2 separate regions of the Oryctolagus cuniculus genome follow, and region 1 is linked to region 2. The links are chromatin contacts, called in public Micro-C maps. All regions are on one chromosome and are shown on one strand. The core of a region is the stretch at or near the end of the contact, and the rest is flanking DNA. Distances in the headings are between cores, read along the strand shown. Region 1 holds the start of MTMR6 (myotubularin related protein 6). Region 2 holds the start of MIPEP (mitochondrial intermediate peptidase).

What was found. A called contact is a pair of places that touch in the nucleus more often than the background predicts.
Region 1: a Micro-C map of ear pinna shows a contact between it and region 2, with 9 times the contacts expected there. The contact joins the promoter of MTMR6 here to the promoter of MIPEP in region 2. A contact is called at or near these places in 2 of 6 Hi-C or Micro-C datasets (ear pinna and an unstated tissue).

What each region holds. Positions count from the first base shown.
Region 1 is chr9:95,307,569-95,315,178 of mOryCun1.1, reverse strand. MTMR6 (myotubularin related protein 6) reads left to right here and starts at 5,908. Exons shown (of 14, transcript XM_008259900.4): 1 at 5,908-6,162. The coding sequence starts at 6,139.
Region 2 is chr9:94,656,715-94,664,167 of mOryCun1.1, reverse strand. MIPEP (mitochondrial intermediate peptidase) reads left to right here and starts at 5,877. Exons shown (of 19, transcript XM_002712797.5): 1 at 5,877-6,198. The coding sequence starts at 6,010. C1QTNF9 (C1q and TNF related 9) reads left to right here. Exons shown (of 3, transcript XM_051850714.2): 3 at 742-1,971. The coding sequence ends at 1,511.

The sequences.
Region 1 (7,610 bases), core at 4,659-7,158, 650 kb before region 2:
CATGGGTGCTCAAGTCCCTTATATAAAACAGCATAGAATTTGCATAGAACCAACACAAAGCCTCCCATATACTTTATTTTTCATTTGTATTTGTTTTTAGATTTTATTTATTTATTTGAAAGTCAAATTTACACAGAGAGAAAAGGCAGAGGGAAGTCTTCCTTCCAATGGTTCACTCCCCAGTTGGCCACAATGGCTAGAGCTGCGCCGATCCGAAGCCAGGAGCCTCCTCCGAGTCTGCCACGTAGGGGAGACTCTTGGTGCAGGTACCCAAGGCCTTGGGCCATCTTCTACTGCTTTCCCAGGCCATAGCAGAGAGCTGGATCAGAAGTGGAGAAACTGTGTCTCAAACCGGTGTCCATATGGGATGCTGGCACTTTAGGCCAGGGCGTTAACCTGCTTCGCCTCAGCGCTGACCCCTCCTATATACTTTAAGAAGCTCTAGATTACTTATAATATCTAATAACAATGCAAATGCTATGGAAATGGTTGTTACACTGTACTGTTTAGGGAATAATGAACAAGAAAGACTCTACATGTTCAGTAGAGACAGATTTTTTTCTGAATATTTTTGGATGTGGAACCCACAAAGGCAGAGTGCTGACTATATTTTCTCTTCTCTTCTCTTCTCTTCTCTTCTCTTCTCTTCTCTTCTTTTCTTTTTTACAGGAAGAGTTGGACAGTGAGAGAGACAAAGAGAAAGGTCTTCCTTCCGTTGGTTCACTCCCCAAATGGCTACTACTGCCGGCACAGCGGTGCCGATCTGAAGCCAGGAACCAGGTACTTCTTCCTGGTCTCCCATGCGGGTGCAGGGCCCAAGCACTTGTGGCCTCCCGGGCCACAGCAGAGAGCTGGACTGGAAGAGGGGCAACCGGGACAGAATCTGGCGCCCCAGCCGGGACTAGAACCCGGGATGCTGGCGCCACAGGTGGAGGATTAGCCTAGGGAGCTGCAGCGCCGGCCGACTATATTTTCATTTATAAAATTCTATTTGGGTCCTCTTTCTATCTGATAAATAATTTAAAAAATTTCCCTGTACATTGCATATATTTTCATTGTCATTTATTTCTTTAACGATAACAAGCAAGGTTGTTCTATAATATAAGAATCATAATTATAAAATCTCTATTGTTAACATATCATTCCTGCTGACTGTCTCTTTTTTTTTTTTTTTTTTTTTTGACAGGCAGAGTGGACAGTGAGAGAGAGAGAGAGAGAGAGAAAGGTCTTCCTTTTCCGTTGGTTCACCCTCCAATGGCTGCCGCGGCTGGTGCGCTGCGGCTGGCGCACCGAGCTGATCCGATGGCAGGAGCCAGGTACTTCTCCTGGTCTCCCATGGGGTGCAGGGCCCAAGCACTTGGGCCATCCTCCACTGCACTCCCTGGCCACAGCAGAGAGCTGGCCTGGAAGAGGGGCAACCGGGACAGAATCTGGTTCTGCGCCCCGACCAGGACTAGAACCCGGTGTGCCGGCGCCGCAAGGCGGAGGATTAGCCTAGTGAGCCGTGGCGCTGGCCGCTGACTGTCTCTTAAGAATTGCTTTCTTTTGTGCTGGTTAGTTTTGTGACTTAATTTTAATTTTCCTTAGAAAATTAATGTAATTGTGAGAGTTATTTGAGGCCTATTATAAAAGCATATTCTACCAAAAAGGATTTATATTTGCTGCTGTAAAGTTGCTAAGAAAGATTAATCCCAACCACATAAACCACATTTCCAGCTTGAGGTTTTGAGATTACATAGGTAAGACTCCAGGTTGCAAATCTGTCTACAGGCCTCTTCAGGATTGTCTTAGACATCCCACTTTTCTCAATATCAAGGCTGACTGCCTTGCAGTCTTACCAGGTGGGATCTGATTGGCTGAGTTTCCTTCTGGCTCTGGCCATGTGTGGGAGGGATCTCCCATTGGATTCTCCATTGACTTTGACTTCTGAACTTCATATCCCAGACTGGTATCAAGACAGAGAGGAGAGGCCGGCGCTGTGGCATATTGGGTAAACTGCTGCCTGCAGTGCCAGCGTCCCATATGTGCTCTGGTTCAGGTCCTGAGTGCTCCACTTCTGATCCAGCTCTCTGCTGTAGCCTGGGAAAGCAGTGGAGCATGGCTCAAGCCCTTGTGTCCCTGCAACCATGTGGGTGACCCGGAGGGGGCTCCTGGCTCCAGATCGGCATAGCTCCAGCTATTGCAGCTGGGGAGTGAACCAGCAGATGGAAGACCTCTCTCTCTTTCTCTCTCTTTGCCTCTACCTCTCTGTAACTCTGCCTTTCAAATAAATAGATAAATCTTGAAAAAAAAAAAGAATAAATTCACCTGACTTGGAAATGGCCCACTTAAAGCATCAGCTTCTGCTTCGTGCTTGCTTAATCTCCGTGCATATGCTTTCCTTTTTATTTTGCACCTGTAAGTGTTCACTATCTTGTCAGTTATTTGATGCTTATATAATTGATTGATTTACATGTTGTCCATTATTTTATTTTTCATAAAGGCAGGGAGATTTCCTGATTTACCATAGTGCCATAAATGGAACTTTGGTATGGATTTTGGAAAGCAAATCAAACAGAATGGTTCTTAAGAATACAGATTCTATCAGCCCTTAAGACATTCAGATCCAGCTAAAAAACCCATGAGAGTTTCTCAGGCATGGAAAGCCAAGACACTGTGGCAAAAACAAAACAAAACAAAACAAAACAAACAAACAAACAAAAAAACCTAAATGAAAGATCTCTGTGAGTGAGATCCCAGCGGAAAGAACAGGCCATCAAAGAAGATAGTACCTTTCTCTGAAGGGAGGGAGGAGAGAACTTCCACTTTGATTATTGCCTTGTCTAAATAAGGTCGGAGTGTGTGAACTCATGAGGCTTCCATAGCCTTGGCAGCTCATGACAAGAGTCTCAGGTGATTACTGATGTCATAAATAAGAGTGTCAATTGTTAAATCACCACTGGGAGTCACTGTACACTTGCTCCTCATGTAGGATCTCTGTCCTTAATGTGTTGTACTATGTGAATTAATGGTAAAACTACTACTCAAACAGTACTTATACTTTATTTACCTGTGTGTGGGTAAACTGTTGAAATCTTAGTATATACCAAATTGCTCTTCTGTATATAAAGATAATTGAAAATGAATCTTGATGAAGAATGGGATGGGAGAGGGAGTGGGAGATGGGATGGTTGTGGGTGGGAGGGAGGTTATGGAGGGAAAAGCTACTATAATACAAAAGTTGTACTTTGGAAATTTATATTTATTAAATAAAAATTTAAAAACATTTGGGGCCTGTGCCGTGGCTCACTAGGTTAATCCTCTGCCTGTGGCGCCAGCATCCCTTATGGGCGCCGGGTTCTGGTCCCAGTTGCTCCTCTTCCAGTCCAGCTCTCTGCTGTGGCCTGGGAGGGCAGTGGAAGATGGCCCAAGTGCTTGGGTCCCTGCACCCGCATGGGAGACCAGGAAGAAGCACCTGGTTCCTAGCTTCAGAACTGGCTCAGCGCCCGCTGTAGGGGCCATTTGGGGAGTGAATCAATGGAAGGAAGACCTTTCTCTCTGTCTCTCACTGTCTACAACTCTACCTACCAAATAAAATAAAAAAATTAAGAATCACAAGTGAGTATTATACAAAAGCTTCCTTGGGAATATTCATCATACATCATGCATTTAGGAGCCACCCAGCAAAACAGCATGGGGCTGATTTGTCATAAAATATAAGCCTCTGGTCGTATTAAGAAAATAAATACTATATTTAAAGTCTTAAAAAAAGAATACAGATTGGCTGGCGCCACAGCTCACTAGGCTAATCCTCCGCCTTGCGGCACCGGCACACCGGGTTCTAGTCCCGGTCGGGGCGCCGGATTCTGTCCCGGTTGCCCCTCTTCCAGGCCAGCTCTCTGCTGTGGCCCGGGAGTGCAGTGGAGGATGGCCCAAGTCCTTGGGCCCTGCACCCCATGGGAGATCAGGATAAGTACCTGGCTCCTGCCATCGGATCAGCGCAGCACGCCGGCCGCGGTGGCCATTGGAGGGTGAACCAACGGAAAAGGAAGACCTTTCTCTCTGTCTCTCTCTCTCACTGTCCACTCTGCCTATCAAAAAAAAAAAAAAAAAAGATTACAGATTCTAGAGTCAGACTGTCTGTTTTCATATCATGGATCTATGCTTTCTGCAAGTTACTTAACTTCATTGCCTTTCACTTTTCTTATCTTTAAAGTGAGGAAAATAATAGTATTTCCTCATATGCATTTGGTACTCTCATGGTCACTTGATATCACTTGGTGTTAGCCAACCAAGTTATCATTATCTCTCTATGAGAACTGGTCAGAGGAAGGAAACCAACAGAACAGCAAAAGATAAGAAAGAGGAGCCTGGCATATATGGCATACATGGGAAAAGGAACATACAGACTTTTGGGAGAGATTTTATCAAAGAACTCTCTATGTTATACAATAGAATTCATGTCATTTTGTTTCTGAAAAATTATTTTTCAGTGTTTCCCTTGACCCTCCACCACGCAGGATTTGTGTGTGTGTGTGTGTGTGTGTGTGTATTTTAGATGTGATACTGGGCAGAAACTGTAGGTAGTTCAGTCTTATCCTTGTTACACATTTACCTTACAGGGGTTAGCTAGGCCACCAAAAAACCTGTTGTGTTTATCAGGCATCTCCATGGAGGTACTCAAAACAAGACAATACCAAGAACACTTGATGTAAAATGAAACAAAAAAATCTTTTTTTACCTAGAATGTAAAAATTAGAGAGGTGTTGGTAACACCAACTATAGTAAGAAAGATGGAGTAGGGGCCTTTGTTCTAGTGTAGCGGGTAAAGCCATGGCCTGCAGTGCCGGCATCCTACTGGACACCGGTTTGAGTCCCGGCTGCTCCACTTCCCATCAGCTCTCTGTTGTAGCCTGGGAAAGCAGTAGAAGATGGCCCAAGTCTTTGGACCCCTGCACCTGCGTGGAAGACCCAGAAGAAGCTCCTGGCTCCTGGCTTCAGATCAGCACAGGGCTCAGCTCCAGCCTTTGTGGCCAAATGGGGTGTGAACCAGAAGGTGGAAGACCTCTCTCTCTCTGCCTCTCCTCCTTTCTGTGTAACTCTGAATTTCAAATAAATAAATAAACTTTTTCTTTTTTTAAAAAAGAAAGATGGTGTGATAACGTCCTTCCTCACATTTTGAAATCACAAAAGTGAAACTGCTGGGTGCAGAACGCCCAGAAGTCCGCAGCAGGGATCGCCCACGTCTGCACCAGTCTCCTGGGCAGGACAGCTCTTGGTCCGGGGCGTTGCTCTGTGCTCGGCAGCAGTTCTGGCCCCCACCTAACCCACCATGTGACAACCAGAACTGTCCTCAGATCTTGCTGCAGGCCGAGAAACACTATGTTAGAGGAATTACAGCAGTCTTGTACAGTCCATCCTACCATCTCAAAACGTAAACTTAACCAAGTGCCATCACACTGTAGCCGAGAGGCCCCCATCCCCCACTGATACAGCACCAGCGTTTTTTAAGGGATAGTCCTGTAGGATGATCTTTATGGGATGCTATTACTACTGAATGAATACAGAATTACGTAACTAATCCTATCGCATGGGAGCATTTGTTGAACCTGATTATTGCCTTAAAATAAATGCCAATGAGTAGAATCGCAACTCGAACTAAAGCTTCTACTTTGGTGCTGCCCGCTGGCACGGTGACGGATTTCAGAGACATCCAGCCTCGTCCTCATGTCCCAGATGCCCTTCCCTCCGGATCCATCCTCGAACCGGGAGAAGCGTGGGTCCTGGCGGGGGCTTCTCTGGCCAGACAACGAACCACACCCGGGAGGGGTTGGTGAGCGTGTGAGTCCTCCACGCGCAAGGGGGCGCTGTGGAATCTGCCGAAGCCCCCAACAACCCAGGGCGTCGCTCTCTTCCAGCGGCCGCTCCGCCCTCCCGCCCCGCGATCTCTTCGGCGGCCACCGGGTTTGGGGAAGCGTTACTAGGAGACGGCGCTCGCCGACCGCGCCTGCGCCGTGGACACCGCCCCGGGCGGGTTGACGGATGTAGGCGCTGGCCGGCTGAGCGAGTTCCTGCTGGTCCTGGGTAGCTGTCGCCGCCCGGTTTCTGTCGGCTCATGGTGCGCCTGTGAGGCCCGCTGCCGGCAGACGTCTCCTCGAGATGGAGCACATCCGGACGACCAAGGTAACTGGCCGCTGCTCCTGGTCTGAGCAGGCTGACGCGGCCGGGGGCCTGGCCGGAGTCGGCGGGGCCTGGTGCGGGAGGACGGGGTCAGCTTGGGCCGAGGAGGTGCGGAGGGCTGTTTTTCAGCACTCCGGCGAGAAAATCTGTCGCCACCTTCTTGGCTTTTACAGCCTCCTGGGCGGAGCTGAGTGCGCCTTAGCTTTGGGAGCTTTCCGCCGTTCGCCGGCTTCGGTACCGGAAAACCCAGTGGGTTCCCGAATCAGCCTCACGATGCTTGCCCGCGTCTCTTTGTCCGGTGTCACAGATGGGTGGTGCTGTGCGATTCGGCGGAGCCAGGAGCAGCTCTGCGCCGCACCTCGCTTTCGTGCCTCGGTCTCGGGTCGTTCAGGTCCGGTGTTCCCGTGTCTGTGCTGCGAACTTCAGCCGTCGCCCTTGGTGTCCATAGTGGGAGTTACGCAGGAGGGGACAGTGTTACTCCGTGGAGCTCATTAAATCCCGCACTCAACTTTTGTGTGTGAAACGTGCATTTTTCGAGACCGAGCGAGTCTTCGTTATGATTCCTTTTGAAGGAAATAGCATCAGAATATGACCAGATTTCTTTTTCCAGCGACGTTTTAAGATGCGCTTCAGCCTTGGGAGGGAGAAACACAGACATCAAAGGCAGAAGAATTGAGTGTCATTATTGTAAGATGGCAGGGAGCGTAACAAAATGCGGCGGAGGACGCAGCCCGAGTGCTGGACTCTCCGTGTTTTGCCAAAGCCCGAACTGGCCGTCGGGTGCTGCGCATCTTAAAGTTAGCTTGCGTTCAGGGAACTAGCGGGCGCAGGCTGTCTTCGCTGTTCCAAGGAGAATCTGAAATCTGTATCTTCAGAAACTCTTCTCATCTAAGGTGTGTGTGGATTTTTATTAGGGCTTGTTTTCAACGTTGAGTATACTATGCCTAGTAAAATTACATGCCCAAAACTAATTCCTCCCCTCCCCCAAAAAAGCTTTGTTTTTAAGAGAAGCAAGATAAAGTAACTTTAGCATTCAAGTTGCTGGCACTTAAAATTTGAAGGTAGCAGAGTGATCAAGTAAGCGACCACACCAGTAGAGAGTGAGAAGATGGAAACGAAGACTAGAGTGAGCCCGGATCAAGTTGGCATCCTGGTCTCAGGATCGCAGGTGTGCGTTTTGCAGTAGCTGTGTGCCGCTGATTTTCATCTCATGCGCTTGCTACAGTGCACAGCACACAGTAGAAAGCCAACAAAAGTGAATTGAATGCAATCAACTTCAACAGACCCTATTCCTAGGTGAATGATAAAAGAGAGCCCAGACTGCTGAGAAATCTTTAGGGCCCCCTTATTGAATCTTTCCTCCCTCAACTTCTGAGGAAAATATATCTTTGTTTTTATTTTGATAGTTGTAGCCTCTCTTAGCTACTCCTTGAAGATGGTCACTGGTGACT
Region 2 (7,453 bases), core at 4,628-7,127:
CTAGTGTGATCAGTAACGCAGCGTAACTGTAGGCAGGCGGGGGCTGGACAGTGGGGAGCAATGAATGCCCTCCGGAAGAGTTCAGCTAGTGTTCACGGCAGAGAGGAACTCATAAGGGGCTGGCACACCCTGGGGATGAGTAGCAGCCACTAGCCGTGCTCTGAATCAGCGCACCTGTCACCGTTCATCCTGCTCCCCAAAGTGCTCACTCTCAGAGACTGGCCTTGTTTGGTAGGCAGCCTGGTACACTCAGATGGTACATAGCTTGTCATTTCTTCCTCTTTCAAAAATTATTTTTATTTGGGGGCCAGAGCAATTCCAGGAAAGAGAGACAGACAAAGCTGCCATCTGTTGATTTCACTCCACAAATGCCTCTAACAGGTGGGGCTGAAGCTGGGAGCTGCGAATGCAATCCAGGTCTCCCACAGGGGTGGCAGGGATCCCATGACGTCAGCCATCACCAGCTGCCTGCCAGGGTCAACATTAACAGGAAGCTGGAGTCAGACCCAGGAACTGAACCCAGATGTAGGACGTGGGCATCCTAACCGGTATCTTAACCACGAGGCCAAATGCCTATCCCAAGAGTTGTCATTTTTTAAATGTGAGTAAGTGGATTTGCAAGCCCTGAGCAGGTCCTGAGCAGGTGCATGACCACGCCCCGTGTGTACGCTCAGAGAAAGGGAGGTTGTTCTCAAGCAGATGTTTCACAAGCCTCCCTTTATTCTCTCTTCCTCTGTTTAGGAGCAGATGGAAAAGTCGAAGCAAAAGGGATCAAAGGCGACCAAGGCTCCCGGGGGCCTCCAGGGAAGCATGGGCCAAAGGGATCTGTGGGCCCCATGGGAGAGCCAGGCCTCCAAGGAGAGACCGGCCTGCAAGGGCAGAAGGGGGACAAAGGCGATGTGGGTCCCAGGGGGCCAGAAGGCCTGACCGGCGACCCCGGACCTTTGGGCCCAAATGGCTTACCTGGTCCTGTAGGCCCCATAGGCAAGCCTGGCCCCAAAGGAGAAGCAGGCCCTGTGGGGCCGCAGGGGGAGCCGGGAGTCCGAGGAATAAGGGGCTGGAAGGGGGAGCGAGGAGAAAAAGGGAAAATCGGTGAGACCCCAGTCCTGCCCCGAAGTGCTTTCACCGTGGGACTCACCGTGCTGAGCAAGTTCCCGGCTTCCGACGTGCCCATCAAGTTCGACAGGATCCTCTACAACGAGCTCAACCATTACAACGTAGCCACGGGGAAATTCACCTGCCACGTCGCTGGGGTCTACTACTTCACCTACCACATCACTGTCTTCTCCCGCAACGTTCAGGTATCCCTGGTCAAAAACGGCGTGAAAGTACTGCACACCAAGGATGGCTACATGAGCTCTGAGGACCAGGCCTCCGGTGGCATCGTCCTGGAGCTGAAGCTGGGGGACGAGGTGTGGATGCAGGTGACCGGAGGAGAGCGCTTCAATGGCTTGTTTGCCGATGAGGACGATGACACAACCTTCACCGGCTTCCTTTTGTTCAGCTCCTAAGATGGAGAAGACTTTGTACGTCTGCTTCACTGGCCGGCCGAATCCCCCGGGGGAGGATGCGCTGAGATGGTTTGACTCCATTAATCCTAAAAAAGGGGAAACAGGAAAACTAAAATTGAATCTAAAACTGGGGCTGGCCCTGTGGCACAGAGGGTTAAGCGCCCTCCTGCAGCGCTGGCATCCCATATGAGTGCTGGTTCGAGTCCCAGCTGCTCCACTTCCGCTCTAGGTCTCTGATAATGCATCTGGGAAAGCAGCGGAAGGTGGCCCAGGTATTTGGGCTCCTGCTACTCACGTGGGAGACCTGGGTGGAGCTCCAACTCCTGGCTTTGGCCTTGCCTAGCACCAACCTTCAAGGCCATTTGGGGAGTAAGCCAGTGAATGGAAGAGTTCTCTGTTTTCCCCTTTCTCTCTGTAATTCTGCCTTTCAAATAAATCTATCAAACTGAGATTACTAAAACAGATTCTGTGGAAAAGAAAATGTTTGCTCCCCTCCGTGACTACTGAGAGCGTTAAGCTGGGGGTGGTGAGATGCTCCAGTCAGCTGCAGACGCTTCCCGAATGTTCTCTAACATGGACCTTCACTGCCATTCAAGCCAGCCAACCGTCCAGCTTGGGCTGCTGGACCTGATGACATCCGCGAAGGCCCAAAGGCCGCATTCACCGACACCGAGGGTTACAACTTCACTGTATCTTTCTGGGAGGCACAGTTCAACCCACAGCCATCTGCCCCCGTGCCTGCCCCCCAAAGCTGCCCTCCTGTGTCCGCTCCCTTTTCCGTGTGCAAAATACATTCCCCTTATCCCAACATCCCCCCAAAAGTCTAAACTATTTCAACATCAACTCTAAATCCAAAAATCTCATCTGCCTGTCATCAACTTAAAGTCCTAAATCTTGCCCTTTAAGCCACTGAGACCTATTGTATGATTTTCCTCCTGCAGCAAAATTGCTCTCCACTTGGGAATGCGTGCAACCATGAAAGCTACCCGCTTTCACAATTCAGTGAAGGGCCAGGCATAGGGCAGGCAGCCCCATTCCAAGAAGGGATAATTGGAGGATCAAAGGAATCATGAGTTCCTAAGAAGTCCAGAATCCAGCCGCAAAAATTCCATTAGCCTTTTTTTCACTGTGTACCTCGCTAAAAGTTTTAAAATGAGGTACAAAGGAGAGAAGTAGCTACTGGACCAAGATGTCAGAGTTATAGTTAGAAGTGCAGAATAGGGGTGGATTTACTAAGAGAGTAGGTTCAAAGGGAAAGTTTTCCTTCATGACTATAGTGGACATTTCTTGTTTTGTTTCCATTTTGTTTGTTTGAGGGAGAGAGAGAGAGAGAGAATCTCTCCATCTGATGTTCACTCCCCAGATGCCTACAGCAGCCAGGGCTGGACCAAGTATAAGCAAGACGCCTCGAACTCAGTCCAATCCGGGCCTCCCACGTTCGTGGTAGGGACCCAAGTACGGCATTAGCAGGAGGCTGAAATCAGAACAGGAGCTGGGACTTGAATGTAGGCAACTCCAGTATGGGACGTGGGCCTCCCAAGTGGTCTTAACTGCTATATCAAATGCATGCCCTAATGTTTCCTATTTGAATCGATACCATAGATTTCTCTTCCTTCTAGTACAATATCCTAATGTCCACTTTCTGGTCAAGTCTTCCAAATGGTATAAACTTGAATCTCTGGGTCAGGACCGGTGATCAGAACAGCACCTTCCAGCAGCCATGGTGACTTCTGCGAGATGGCACTTGATCCTGTCAGAGAAGCAATGGCACAATTTTGTGCCAAAAAGGGGGGGGGGGCCTGCTCTTTGTCAAGTGCAGTCAGAACAGGGAGGATGCAGACTTGAAGCTGACAGCACCCACTTTCTCATCTGCAGAGCTGCAGGATGAAGCCAAGTAGAGCTGGAAATACCCAAGCTACAGTGGTATGACTGGGGTCCCTACATTTCACCTGCTGGGGACCTATTCCCTAACCTGACATGCTGATGGTATTGGGAAGTGGAGCCTTTTGGAGATAGTAGGGTTAGATAAGGTCGTGGGGGTGGGGCTTTATAAGAAGAGGAAGAGAGGCCTGAGCGGGTACACTTGTTCTGTGTCGCCATATGGTGCCCTCTGCTGTGCTATGACGCAGCACAAGGCCCTCATCAGATGCCGGGCATGTGCTGGCGCCGGCCCTTGCACCTCCCTGTCTCCAGAGCCATGGGATCAGTAAGTGTCTGTTCTTTACAAATAACTCACTCTGTGGCTTTCAGTTCTAGCAACAGGAAACTGAGGGGGGCACCAGTCCTGATGGCATTGTTCAGGCTTCTAACTCCTGCTGTATCTGTAGCCTGAGTGAGCCCTGGACTATTTTGCTCTGCAGCCAACAATTTGTATGCTTAAACTAGACTGGTGAGGTGGTATTGCTGTTACTGCCACTCATGTCTCAAAAAAAAAACAAAAAAAACAAAAAAACAAAAAACTCAGGTGGTCCAAGGTCCAAGGACAGGGGCAACATGGTACCATGGAAAAAGCCCAGGACTAAGACTTGAGGGATATGGTTGTCCTCATAGCCATGACAGAGGAATTTGAAGTTAGCCTTTCTGTGCCCCAGGCGCCTGTTGTGCAGTAGTGTGGGAGCTGAATAATTTCATGTGCTCCCAATCTTTCTAATTCTTCAAGTAATTGCATATGCTAAGCTAATATAATAGACTTTTTTTTTCTTTTCTTCTTCTTTTTTTTTTTTTTTTTTGACTGGCAGAGTTAGATTGTGAGAGAGAGAGAGAGACAGAGAAAGGTCTTCCTTCCGTTGATTCACTCCCCAAATGGCTGCCAAGGCCAGCGTGCTGTGCTGATCTGAAGCCAGGAGCCAGGTCTGGTCTCCCATGTGGGTGCAGGGTCCAAGCACTTGGGCCATCCTCCTCCACTGCCTTTCCGGGCCACAGCAGAGAGCTGGACTGGAAGAAGAGCAGCCGGAACAGAATCTGGCGCTCTGACTGGGACTAGAACCCGGGTTGCCAGAGCCGCAGGTGGAGGATTAGCCTAGTGAGCCGCGGCGCCGGCCTATAGACTTTTCTACACTAAGCATTTAAACCAAATCATTCCTAAAATTTGCCGAAACAAATAGTCTGCTGGTATCCTTTGAGTCTGAAACAATCATCTTGCCAGAATTTTCTAGTTCCTTATATGATCTGAATGTAAGGGCCGTGCTGTGGCTTACATGTGTCTCCCAAATTTCATGTGTTGAAAACGTAATCTCCACGGGCTGGTGTTGTAGTGCAGAGGCTTAAGCAGCTGTCTGCAGCACTGGCATCCCAAAAGGACACCAGTTCAAGTCCTGGCTGCTCCACCCAGCTCCCCGCTAATGCGCTCCTTTCTGCCCATTTTCCTGGGTCTCCTGGTTCCCACCCACTCCACCAGCTTCACTTCTGCAGAAATAACAGTTTCAAGGGGCTGGTCCTGGCCCCCTGAGATGCCCGTGGCAGGTCTCTGGGGCACAGCCAGAGCTTGTCCAAGCACAGAGCACTCTGCATTCAAGTCTAGCGTGATTTTTCACTCATTTAAAAGAGACTGGGGCTGATGGAAATTTCCAGAAGTCTTCCCCAAACAGCCTTCTCTTTCATTGTAAGGCCTCCAAACACAATTTCCTAATACATTCCCTCCCTTCTGCCCCATCTTCGTTCACCTGTTGTTAATTGAAGTTTGGCAAAATCGTGTGTGTGTGTGTGTGTGTGTGTATTATTTAATTTGAAAGGCAGAGAAAGAGGTCTGTTCTGGCAGTTCACTTCTCAAATGTTTGCAATGGCCAGGGGGTCTCAGTCCGGGTCTCCAATGTGGCAGGAAGCTGGAGTCAAGAGTGAGGGTGTGGGGGGTTTGTTGGGGAATGGGGTGGGAATGGAATCCAGGTACTGACACGAGACGCACATGACCTCACCTCTAGGCTCAAGGCCCACTCCCTGTACTAATTTATATTGTAAATTATTATAATTTTACAAACCCCAATAGACGAAGATTCACGGCTAGTTAATTCACTCTGCTGCACACAACCCTAACTCACGTGCACTCACATTGTGGACCATCATTCAAGTGTAGACAGGTGAACTGGACGGACTGACAAGATGGCGTGTCCGCGACCCCGGGTCGGGCCACAGACCTTGTCACTAAGTCATGTCGGGGAAGGCACCAAGAGCTCAGAATGCAAGGCTGCATTCTCTTGGATTCCTGCTTCAGGAAGAATTCGAATGTTTAGTAATAAGACTCTTCTCAATCCCCCGCTAGTCACGTGGGCAGGACCGGCCAACACTCACCGTTCCTTATTCCAGCCACACGGGGGCGTCGTTCACCAGAAGTTGCCTAAAAAGCGGCGGGGTGACGCTCTTGCCCACGTCCTGACGGCCTCGCGCCCTGACCCGGAAGCGCGGGCGTCACGTGGTGCGGCGTGAGCCGCTACCTTGGAAACGCGGAGAGCGTGTGCCCTGCGAGAGCTGCAGCGCGGCGGCCGGGGGCCCCTCTAGCTCCACGATGCTGTGCACCCAGAGGCTGGGCCGCCTCAGCGCCGGAGTAGGGGCTCTGCGGCCCAGGCGAGCAGGCCAGGGCAGCTTCGGAGCCGGGCTCTGGGCCCGGAGGGTCAGCACCAGCTGGTCCCCGGTGGGCGCCGCCTTCAATGTCAAGCCCCAGGGTCTCCGCCTGGACCTGTTCGGCGAGCGCCGGGTGAGCGGCGCCGCAGGAAGCGCCCCTTGTGTCCCCACACTCGGGCGGTCCCCTTATTCTGCGGCCAGCGGCGATCCGGGCAAGGTCGTTTGGGTCTGGGCAGAGCTGGACACCGCACCGTTGTCCGGGGGGCGTATCGTGTGCAGCCCTAGCGACCTTGCGGATAAGGGAGCTGGGCGGGGCGGCCTGAGTGAACTTTTCGGCGCAGTGCGGGGTGCAGGGATCGCCTCTGCGGGACCCCTGAGCCTCGGCGCCGCCTGCTGGAGTTGGGTGTTGCTCCCGCTCTCCCGCTGCCTCTGAAGGAAGGGGTCTCCTGCGAGGTCGCAGCCGGTGTCACGTCGTGTCAGCAAGGCCTCGGTGGACCTCGGTGGTGTCGGACTAACTCCACTGACGCCCGAGGTTCGGGCACCCGATAACCCATTCTTTCAGAACTTTGGACTTCCTTGTTTGCTATATATATATATTTTAAGACTGATTTATTTGAAAGTCAGAGAGAGAGAGAGAGAGCGAGAGAAAGGGCTTCCATCCGCTGGTTACTCCCCAGTTGGCCCCAACGGCCTGAGTTGCGCTGATCTGAAGCCAGGAGTCAGGAATTTATATATATACACATATTTATTTATTTGAAAGGTCAGAGTTACACAGAGAGAGGAGAGGCAGAGAGAGAGAGAGAGGTCCTCCATCTGATGGTTCACTCCCCTATTGGCCATAACAGCTGGAGCTGCACCGATGTGAAGCCAGGAGCCAGGAGTTTCTTCCGGGTCTCCCACGCGGTTGCAGGGGCCCAAGCACTTGGGCCATCCTCCACTGCTATCCCAGGCCACAGCAGAGAGCTGGATTGGAAGTGGAGCAGCCGGACTCGAGCCGGCGTCCCTATGGGTTGCCTGCACTGCTGGTGGTGGCTTTACCCACTAAGCCACAGTGGCGGGCCCTTTGTTTGCTTTTAAGAGCAAAACCCTGTTGCTAGGCGTCTGATTTCCTGGTCATGTTGATTCTTACCCTAGGAAGTGCCTGGATTGACTTTTTTGGTTCTTGTTTTATTTCGGTGTCCATTTTGCCTATTTTAGACTGAAGGCTACTTTTTTGCCTTCATAACTAATCTCATTATACCATTGCCTTATAAAGAGTGTAGGAGATAACGCAGGGTGCTAGGCGGTATGTTTTGTATTTTATCTCCATTACTAGCTCTAAGGTTCTCTTTGTGTGAAATTTGCTGCTCCAGTGTCTGTGGCAGTAGATCATGTTGGTATTTGCATGG